Linked DNA regions of Mus musculus: all the other regions are linked to region 2. A link is a contact called in public Hi-C and HiChIP or PLAC-seq data. All regions are on one chromosome and are shown on one strand. The core of a region is the stretch at or near the end of the contact, and the rest is flanking DNA. Distances in the headings are between cores, read along the strand shown.

Region 1 (3,256 bases), core at 559-3,058, 160 kb before region 2:
TTTGGTTATCTCTTCTTGAGAGTCTATTGATTTTTCTCCAATCCATATCTATTTTTACTTTCCCATCTTAATGCTTATATTCTGGTAAGCCATTTCCAACTATTTGTGAAATGAAAAAGTGTTTCTGGGCAAGCAGGATGGCTCAGCCCTCATGACTCAGTTTCATCCTTGGGGCTCACATAGTGGAAGAAGAGACTCACATCCTGCTAGCTTCTCTCTCTCTCTCTCTCTCCTTCCATCTCTCTCATTTTCTCTCTCATACACACACACACACACACACACACACACACACACACACACACACACACACAACTACACTCAGATGAATACATATACACACATACTATAAATAAATGTCACAAAAATACTTCAAGCATTTCTCCTGTGTCTTCACAGCAGTCCTTACCTTTGTTAGCTAAACAGTGACACCAGAAAACTTAGTCAATATATTTGAAATAGAGTAATACACACGTGAATTTATCTCAGGCAAACTAAAAAAAACAAAAACAAAAACCAGAAACAAAAACAAAAACAAAAAATCCAAAAAACAAACAAACAAACAAACAAACAAACAAACCCAACCCTTTAAGTTCTTAAGAATCTGGATGTAGCTGGGCTTGGTGGCATAGTCCTTTAATCTCAGCCCTCAGGAGGCAGAGACAGTCAGAGCTCTGTGACTTTGAGGCTGGCTTGGAACTGGGCCCAAACTGATCTCTGTATTTATTGTGGGAAGAAGCTGAGAGTTCTAGGCAAGCCAGGAACACACAGTAAGACATTGTCTCAAAAAAAAAAAAATTAAACCATCCACCACCACCTTCCTTCTGTGCAGGGAACTTAAGGGGAAGAGCTTGGAGTGTCCCATTTCTAAACAAGGACATTCATTTATGGGTGAGTCCACTGCACATCAAGCTACCAATGAGAGTGTGGAGCACCTGCAGAGTGGGATGAGGCTAGGAAGACAGACAGAGATGGTGACATAAGAAGAAATGGAGAAAGTAATGTATACTAAATATTTTAAGAAGAAAAGAAACTGCATTGTCTGGAATATGGGTGTGGTGGTTTGAATATGCTTGACCCAGGGAGTGGCACTATTAGGAAGTGTGCCCTTGTTGGACTAGGTGTGGTTTGTTGGAGGAAGTGTGTCACTTTGGGGGTGGGCTTTGAGGCCCTTCTCCTAGATGCCTAGAAGCCAATTCTCTCCTGAGTATGGTTGGAACATGATGCTGAACTCTCAGCTCCTTCTCTAGTACCATGTCTGCCTGGATGCTGCCATGCCTCCTGCTTTGATGATAATGGACTGAACCTCTGACACCGTAAGCCAGCCCCAGTTGAATTTTGTCCTAGTATAAGAGCTGCCTTGGTCATGAAAACCCTAAGACAATGGGGTAGGTTACAACTAAAGGCTACTGGTCTGATTCTAAAGCTATACATCTGCTCTCTTTAGTTCTAAGTCACTGGGTGCACTCAGCTGGCAGGAAGAGACCACGACAGTCTCGCTCCTCCCAAGATCCCCCCATTCTCAAGGCTTCATTGACTTAGGCTTTATTAGAGGGCCCGGATGATACTATGCCAATCCCACAATGTGTCTTGGGCAAGGAAATCACAGGAAAGAATCATTTCGGCTTAAAGGGTAGAAACTCAATCCCGACTTTGATTTCTGTAAACCATGACCACATCACAGGAATCCACAATTGCTACCCGGGTAGAGTGAGCCAGTGGTATGGCTATCTATGGAGACTGCCCTCTTGCTGTGGTGGCTGAGCAGGATAAGAGGAGGCAGCCAGCTGGACAAACCTCTGTAGACACAGCAGAGCTCTCTCCCTGCAGGCAAGGAGTGAAAGACTCCGCCCTTCTTTTCTCAGGCTTGTGTCCTTGCACGTTGCTATTTTTCATGGGCTTGGCTGCTTGAACACCCTGGGGGCCAATTTAATAAATGAGGCACTTTCAAGCACTAGGTTCCTAAATTCCTTTCTTTATCCATCTCTCTTTGCTGCACAGAGAGGGTTTCAACAGCCGAGGTGGTCTTTTGTGATACAGAGCCTCCAAAGCCTGTATGCTTTTGCATAAAAAGACCCACAAGCCTTGGTGGTACTATTATTGCATATCTAAACCATAAAGGGGGGTTTTTACTCACAGTCCCTGCCACCGTACCAATTCCAAATGAGAAATTAGAGTCATTTTATTTGCCCTTTAGTGTGTGTGTGTGTGTGTGTGTGTGTGTGTGTGCTGGGGACTGAATGGAGGGCCTGGTGCATGCTAAATCTGTGCTGTACCACAGAGCTTAGAGAGAGCCAGAGTCAATCCTTAACTGGAGACTTTTTTTTCTAAATAAAACCTTGGTAAGGAAGGGAAAATAAAGAGGAATTACAAATTAAACCATGGGGGATGGTTGAATTAGCTTGTATTAAAGAGTGAGCCAGTGGCAAGATCAGCCTTTACAGCCATGGGGAATTTGTTGAATGTGCATTTGTGATATAATTTATAAGGAAATTGGTTTTACTCAAAAGGACGTTTTTGCTTTATGTGTTGTAGCACCCTCAAGTGAGAGAAAAAGGGGGGAGGGGGAGGGGGAGAGGGAGAGAGAGAGAGAGAGAGAGAGAGAGAGAGAGAGAGAGAGAGAGAGAGGTAATTCCATTAAGCTTTCAATTTCTGCTGGCAAAAGGAATGAACTAGATAGGATCAGGAGATAAGGTGCTGGCAGCTGGCCTTCACTCCCCTGACCTTGCTCCAGGGGTTGGGAATAAGAATCCAAGTCTTTGTGCCAGAGATGTCACACCGTGTTTAATTAGAGGGCTGAAGTGCCATTGTTCCCCTCTGTAAGCCCCGTCTCAATTTGCTGAGAAAGTGTCCGTTCTGTTCACAGTGGGCAGATCATGTGATCATCAGCCCAGCAGCCTGGAGAGGCCCATTCTCATTCTGGGGCTCTAGTGGACCAAAGATCATAGTGAATGTGAAACTCGGGACATACCAGAGGAGAGACAACCTGACATTTGCAGAACTGTACATCTGTCTTTGTTTGGATGTCCACAGTCCATTTAGACAGAGCGAAGGGCTTCAGGATTAGATCTCGCCATTTCTTCCCCCACCCCAAGTTTTTAAAATTACAACTTATTTATTAATGTATAAGTGAGGGAATGTGCCATTGCACATGCGTGGAGGTCAGAGGACAATTACAGGAGTCTGTTCTCTCCTTCTGCCACTGTCAGGGCCTTGGATGACACAGGTCACCAGGCTTGGTGGCAGGGCCTCTACCTGG
Region 2 (2,835 bases), core at 5-2,504:
GCACACTCCTTTCCCCTGCAAACTGCCTGTAGTCTTCCCCTCCATGGGGGACTGTAGCTCTCAAACTGAAAGCCAAAACAAGCATTTCCTTCTAAATAGGCGTTTATGGCCATGATAAGAAGAAGAACACCTTATCCAGCCATGTTCCAGGTCCTGCTGATACAGACAGGAACAAACCAAGCCACAGTCCTGACCCTCACAGAGGGCCAAGGTGGGTAATATAAGTGCCACAGAGAAAATTAAAAAGAGTATGTCATAAATCTGAGATCTTGCTTTTTTTGGAATTGGCCATCTGAAATGGTCTTTTTGTTAAGTGACAGCTGAGAAAAGACCAAGCAGATATAATAAAGAAACAAGCAAGCCATGAGAGTTGGAATAAAGGTGGCTCATTCACCCAGTGGATCAAAGAGCCTCACGGCTTCACGAACACCTGTGTGGCTTAAAAATACTATAGAAGCTGAAGAGATAAGGCTTGGCTGCATTGCTCAAGTCTGGTGGACCACTATACCACGTAGTTTTGTGATAAAGAGTGACGTGTCACACTAACAGGCAGAATTTGAGCGTCTCTTAGGTAAACATGGTAGCACACGCCTGTCGTTCCAGCCCTCGGGCAGGGGGAATTGGGGGGGGGGGGAAGCTGAGACAAGGAAGATCAGTGGAGGCCAGGACTTCAAGCCAACTTAGATGACAAGTAAGATTCTGTCCCCCAAAAAAATAAAATAAAAGGCACAACAGAGCAAGATGAACGAGGAGACTGTTCCTCACAGTGTAATCCGGGGTTCACTACACACTTTCACTCCTTGGCTGTTATGAGAGGCAGGGAAGGCTCCTTTTAAATTTGCATTGTCTAAGAAATAGCAGTGGCAACATTTGTACACTTCCTAATACAATTCCACTCCATGGCTTTATTAAATCAACAACCAAAAACTATTGTTTCAAATAATCTCAGTCAAGCAGCCTCAAAACTCACGCGCATGACAAGATGACCATCTGCCTCCTTCCATAACGACATGAAAGTCATGTCGCCATGAACAGTTCTTTTGTTCTTGACGAGGCCATTTGAGAAACAGAGCATATTGTCTTTATTATCAGTTCACGGTTCACAAGGCCTCTGAGGCTGCCTTTGTCCTTCAGGAGCTTTTAAGGGACAGGTACATTTAAGGCTCATTTTAGGGACTGTGAGAAACAGACTGTGCTGGGGACCTCAGCAGCCTCTCTTTAGGAAAGGGACAGCTATCAGCAGTGCAGGGTGACCTCACCCATAAGGAATGCACTGGGACTTGGAACAAAGGTGGCTTCCTTCTTAAGGAAACCCAATCTGTCTCAGAAAGCAGCTTCATTATTTGTGAATGACTTAGGGTAGGACGGTTACCCCAAACAGTTCTGTTCTCTAGCTTCCACTTATTAATGAGAGTTTGTGGTATCATTCCTTGCTCAAATATTAAAAAAAAAAAAGGCTTGAGAAATTATTAATCAAAGCTATGCATTGTTCCGGTCACCTTTGATCTCAGCGGTCTGTGCCGAGGAGGTGTGTACTTAGCATCTGGAGACTGTCAGGAGTGGACTGTAGGCCAACCAGAGTGAGGGCTCTGGGGTGCTGTCCAGACACCCGAGCATCAGGTGAGATGTGACAGGCGAAGCAATTAAATTCCTGTTACAAATCACACTTAAGGGGACTGCAATGTGCACATCTCAGACCCTGTTGGGCCACCAGCTTATGAAAGTGTCAAAGCTTCTTTCGTCAAGCAGTGACAGCAATACAAAACAAGCACTCAGCGAAGAGTGCATTCGTTCACCGCGAACCCAGGCGCCATGGGCAGACACGGCATTGGTAAAGAGTACTTCTTCCATCTTCAAGTCAGAAAAGCATTTTGTAACATAATCCCTCCAAGATAGAGTTGAGAATTCAGTTTCTATGATCAGATAGACAATATTCCATAGAATTAGCTCTTAAAATATTCTCATTGTCTTAGTTAGGGTTTCCATTGTTGAAGAGACATCATGACCATGGCAACTCTTATAAAGGAAACATTTAATTGGAGCTGGCTTATAGCTCTGAGGTTTAATCCATTATCATCATGGCAGGAAACATGGCAGTATCCAGGCCAGCGTGGCACTGGGTACAGAGCTAAGAGTTCTACATCTTGATCCATAGGCAATAGGACACTAGCAGGAGACTGCAAAGCCCACCCCACCCCCACAGTGACGCACTTCCTCTCACAAAGCCACACCTACTCCAATAAGGCTACCCAACCTAATAGAGACCCTATGGATCAAGTACTCAAACACACAAGTCCAAGGGGGCCAAACCTATCAAACCACCACACCTATCAACTTCATAGTTGCTGGGTTTATTTTAAAACTACTGATATACAGTTGCTATGTACTTCTTTTTTAAATTTTTTATTTACTTATTATGATTAGCATGCATGAGTAGAGGTTGCCACACATGCAACATGGAGCACATATGGAAAGCAGAGAACAACTCTGAGGAGTTGGCTCTTTCCTTCAGCCGTGCAAGTCCCATCTTGCTGGCCCAGTTGCTATCTACTACCTGGGCTGAGTGTGTAATCTACTATATTGTTGCCAACAATATTTGGAAACCTTTTAATTGGCAAATAACATTCAACTGACTATAATAATAGATTCAGCCATCAAATTGTCTATCAGTTTTGCCTCCATTTATCTTTGAGACACCTATACTCTATTCTTTGTCTAAGGATCCCAACATGTCTGGTAATAGTACCAAGAAATGCTGGCCCTTCCATCCAGGTGCAGAATGTGTTTTGATATACTGACATATTCTTAAGCAGAACACAATTTTTTCATACATTT
Region 3 (3,000 bases), core at 269-2,768, 130 kb before region 2:
AAAAGAAGTATCTGGATCAAAAACCTATCAGAGTTATTTTTATATGTGCAATGTTTTCTAGTTGGATATGGTGATACACTCCTATAATCCCATCTCCTTGGGAGGCCGACACAAGAGGATCCTAAGGAGGTGACCAGCCTGTTTAAATTTAGCCTCAGAAAAAGAACCAACTGGCTTCTTCTTCTTCTTCTTCGGGAAAACACCAAATGGCGGATGACGCTGGTGCAGCGGGAGGGCCCGGAGGACCCGGGGGCCCAGGATTAGGAGGCCGTGGCGGCTTCCGCGGACGATTCGGCAGCGGTCTTAGGGGCCGTGGTCGTGGCCGAGGCCGTGGCCGTGGTTGAGGCCGCGGGGCTCGTGGAGGTAAAGCTGAAGACAAGGAGTGGATCCCTGTCACCAAGCTGGGCCGCCTGGTTAAGGACATGAAGATCAAGTCCTTGGAGGAGATCTACCTGTTCTCCCTGCCCATTAAGGAGTCTGAGATCATTGATTTCTTCCTGGGTGCGTCCCTAAAGGATGAGGTTCTGAAAATCATGCCAGTGCAGAAGCAGACTCGGGCTGGCCAGCGGACCAGGTTCAAGGCTTTCGTCGCTATTGGGGACTACAATGGTCACGTTGGTCTTGGTGTTAAGTGCTCCAAGGAGGTTGCCACTGCTATCTGAGGGGCTATCATCTTGGCCAAGCTTTCCATCGTCCCTGTGCGGAGAGGCTACTGGGGGAACAAGATTGGCAAGCCCCACACTGTTCCATGCAAGGTGACAGGCCGCTGTGGCTCTGTGCTGGTGCGTCTCATCCCTGCCCCCAGAGGCACTGGCATTGTCTTTGCTCCTGTGCCCAAGAAGCTCCTGATGATGGCCGGTATAGATGACTGCTACACTTCAGCCAGAGGCTGCACTGCCACCCTGGGCAACTTTGCTAAGGCCACCTTTGATGCCATCTCCAAGACTTACAGCTACCTGACCCCCGACCTCTGGAAAGAGACTGTCTTCACCAAGTCTCCTTATCAGGAATTCACGGATCATCTTGTGAAAACCCACACCAGAGTCTCTGTTCAGAGGACCCAGGCTCCAGCTGTGGCTACCACATAAGGGTTTTTATATGAGAAAAATAAAAGAATTAAGTCTGCTGAAAAAAAAAAAAAAGAACCAACCGACTTATGGAAAAATGGCTGAGTTAGTAAAGTGCTGGCCATTCAGGCATGAGGACCTGAGTGCCACCCTTAGAACTTACGGTAAACCTTGAGCACGGTAGCCTGGGAAGGCGAAGGCAGTTGATCCCCAAAGCTTCAGGGCCAACCTAGCAAGGTCCATGCCGATCAATGATCGTATCTCAAACACTAGGTGGAAGCTCTTGAGCATTGGTTTTCAACCTTCCTAACGCTGCAACCCTTTCATACAGTTCCTCATGTTGTGGTGACTCCCAACCGTAAAATTATTTCATTGCTACGTCATAACTGTGACTTTGTTGCTGCTATGATTCATTATGTAAATATCTGATATGCAAGCCATGCAAAAGGCTTTTTGACCCCCAAGAGGGCCAACACCCACAGGTTAAGAACAACTGATCTTGACGAACAGCACTGGAGACTGACGCCTGGCCTCTATCCATATATAAACTTGAATGTACACACATACACACACACACACACACACACACACACACACACACACACACACACATACTCACATGCATTCCCTCACTCATGCATGGTACATGCCAAGGCATATGAAACAAAAACAAGCTTAGAATTCAATAAGAACATTTTTCTGACATGTGAGAAGTGCTGGGCCTAATCCCTCATTCATTCATTCACTCATTCATTCCATTTAAGCTACATGGAGACATTAGTAAGAGTCTTCTTGGGCCCACAGATCCAATTTATATACTAGTTTTCTACTATGCAGGAGTCATTGTCCTTAGGTAGGAATCTCAAAAATATTAAGTCGTGTCCTTAAAAATAATCCCTCATACTTGGAGCAAATATTTCTGAGTACTCAAGATGAAGCAGGCAATGTGCTTAGCTCCGGAACGTGATGTGTCTAGGACAGTTTGTATCTAACAGCAGCAACAAGCATGGCTGTATAACAGGTCCTCTGCCCAAGAACCAAGCAGGGGGAGGCATGAGGCTGGGGTGCTGTGGGGGGCATGAGGCTGGGGTGCTGTGGGGGGCATGCTGGGGTAGGAAAGGAAGCTTCCTGAAATTCTAGAGATGATTAAACACCACCTGTTTCGAGAGTCTTGTTAAACGCTATCAGGGGGATTTCCATATTTAGTCTTCACAGCAAGCCGATGAGGTAGGAATTAATTATTCCTGTTGCCTGAAGCTCTGAAAGCCTGCCTAAAATCACCATGCAAGCAAGGGGGGGGGGTGGTGGTGGAAAGGAGACTCTATTCCACAGAATGATAAGAGCAGACGCAGCTCCCCCTCTGTCTGTCTGTCTGTCTGTCTATCTGTCTGCCTTTTTTCTCTGTCTCCCTCTCCTTTCCCCCACCTCCACCACCCCCACACACACCCCGCCTTTCTTTCCCACATCTCCTAGCTGAACTCTGCACAGACAGACATCCTGATGACCAGGTCTGGATCCCAGCTATCAGCAAGAGCAGACACTGTGAATGCGGCCGTTTATAGATTCCCCAAGAACGTTTCCCAACAAAACACACAGGCAGATGAGCTTGTTTTTGACAGTAAAAGAAAGCTAAAAGGAAGAAAAACAACAAAAAAACAACAAAACCATCTGAGCAAAGAAATAAGCAGGAAAGAAGCCAGGGAAGAGGCCAGAGCAGGTAAAAGAGACAGGCTCTTCTATGTGAGGATCGTAAGAAAGGCCTCTAAACATAAGTCTGCATCAAGAAGCCTCAGGTCTCCCTCTGTAAGGGAGACACTCACTAGGAACTACAGGCTTGAGGGAGCTGGGGCACTAAATGGTGTCTGTGTGCTCACTCCTAGAAAAGTGTCCAGACACTGGAGATATAGCTCAGTTGGTGAGGGGTCTTGCTGTG

Evidence for each region. A called contact is a pair of places that touch in the nucleus more often than the background predicts. HiChIP or PLAC-seq counts read pairs in DNA pulled down with a chosen protein or histone mark.
Region 1: a Hi-C map of Sertoli cells shows a contact between it and region 2, with 2.0 times the contacts expected there. The contact joins two enhancer-like sites. A contact is called at or near these places in 2 of 484 Hi-C or Micro-C datasets (Sertoli cells and nephron progenitors) and 2 of 115 datasets of contacts at active chromatin or transcription factors (embryonic stem cells and pancreatic cancer cells).
Region 3: a contact with region 2 is called in an HNF4G HiChIP or PLAC-seq map of pancreatic cancer cells. The contact joins two enhancer-like sites. A contact is called at or near these places in 1 of 39 promoter capture datasets (hippocampal neurons), 4 of 484 Hi-C or Micro-C datasets (adipose-derived mesenchymal stem cells, cardiomyocytes, muscle stem cells and 1 more), 4 of 115 datasets of contacts at active chromatin or transcription factors (embryonic stem cells, pancreatic cancer cells and stem cell-derived neural progenitor cells) and 1 of 9 other capture datasets (embryonic stem cells).

What each region holds. Positions count from the first base shown.
Region 1 is chr8:61,403,018-61,406,273 of GRCm38.p6, reverse strand. The region is part of intron 3 of 5730405A17Rik (a long non-coding RNA gene); the gene reads left to right. It also overlaps a transcript of Sh3rf1 not described here. Among named protein-coding and RNA genes, the nearest start is that of 5730405A17Rik, 23 kb to the left of the region's middle. Within about 2 kb of position 1,808, at least 51 of the 459 cell types and tissues checked have an H3K27ac peak or open chromatin away from gene starts, as enhancers often do. A contact at or near this core is called in Sertoli cells, where this site is marked.
Region 2 is chr8:61,246,235-61,249,069 of GRCm38.p6, reverse strand. The region is part of intron 2 of Sh3rf1 (SH3 domain containing ring finger 1); the gene reads right to left. Among named protein-coding and RNA genes, the nearest start is that of Sh3rf1, 23 kb to the right of the region's middle. Within about 2 kb of position 1,254, at least 98 of the 459 cell types and tissues checked have an H3K27ac peak or open chromatin away from gene starts, as enhancers often do. A contact at or near this core is called in Sertoli cells and pancreatic cancer cells, where this site is marked.
Region 3 is chr8:61,378,594-61,381,593 of GRCm38.p6, reverse strand. The region is part of intron 10 of Sh3rf1 (SH3 domain containing ring finger 1); the gene reads right to left. It also overlaps the pseudogene Gm7432. Among named protein-coding and RNA genes, the nearest start is that of 5730405A17Rik, 48 kb to the left of the region's middle. Within about 2 kb of position 1,518, at least 30 of the 459 cell types and tissues checked have an H3K27ac peak or open chromatin away from gene starts, as enhancers often do. A contact at or near this core is called in pancreatic cancer cells, where this site is marked.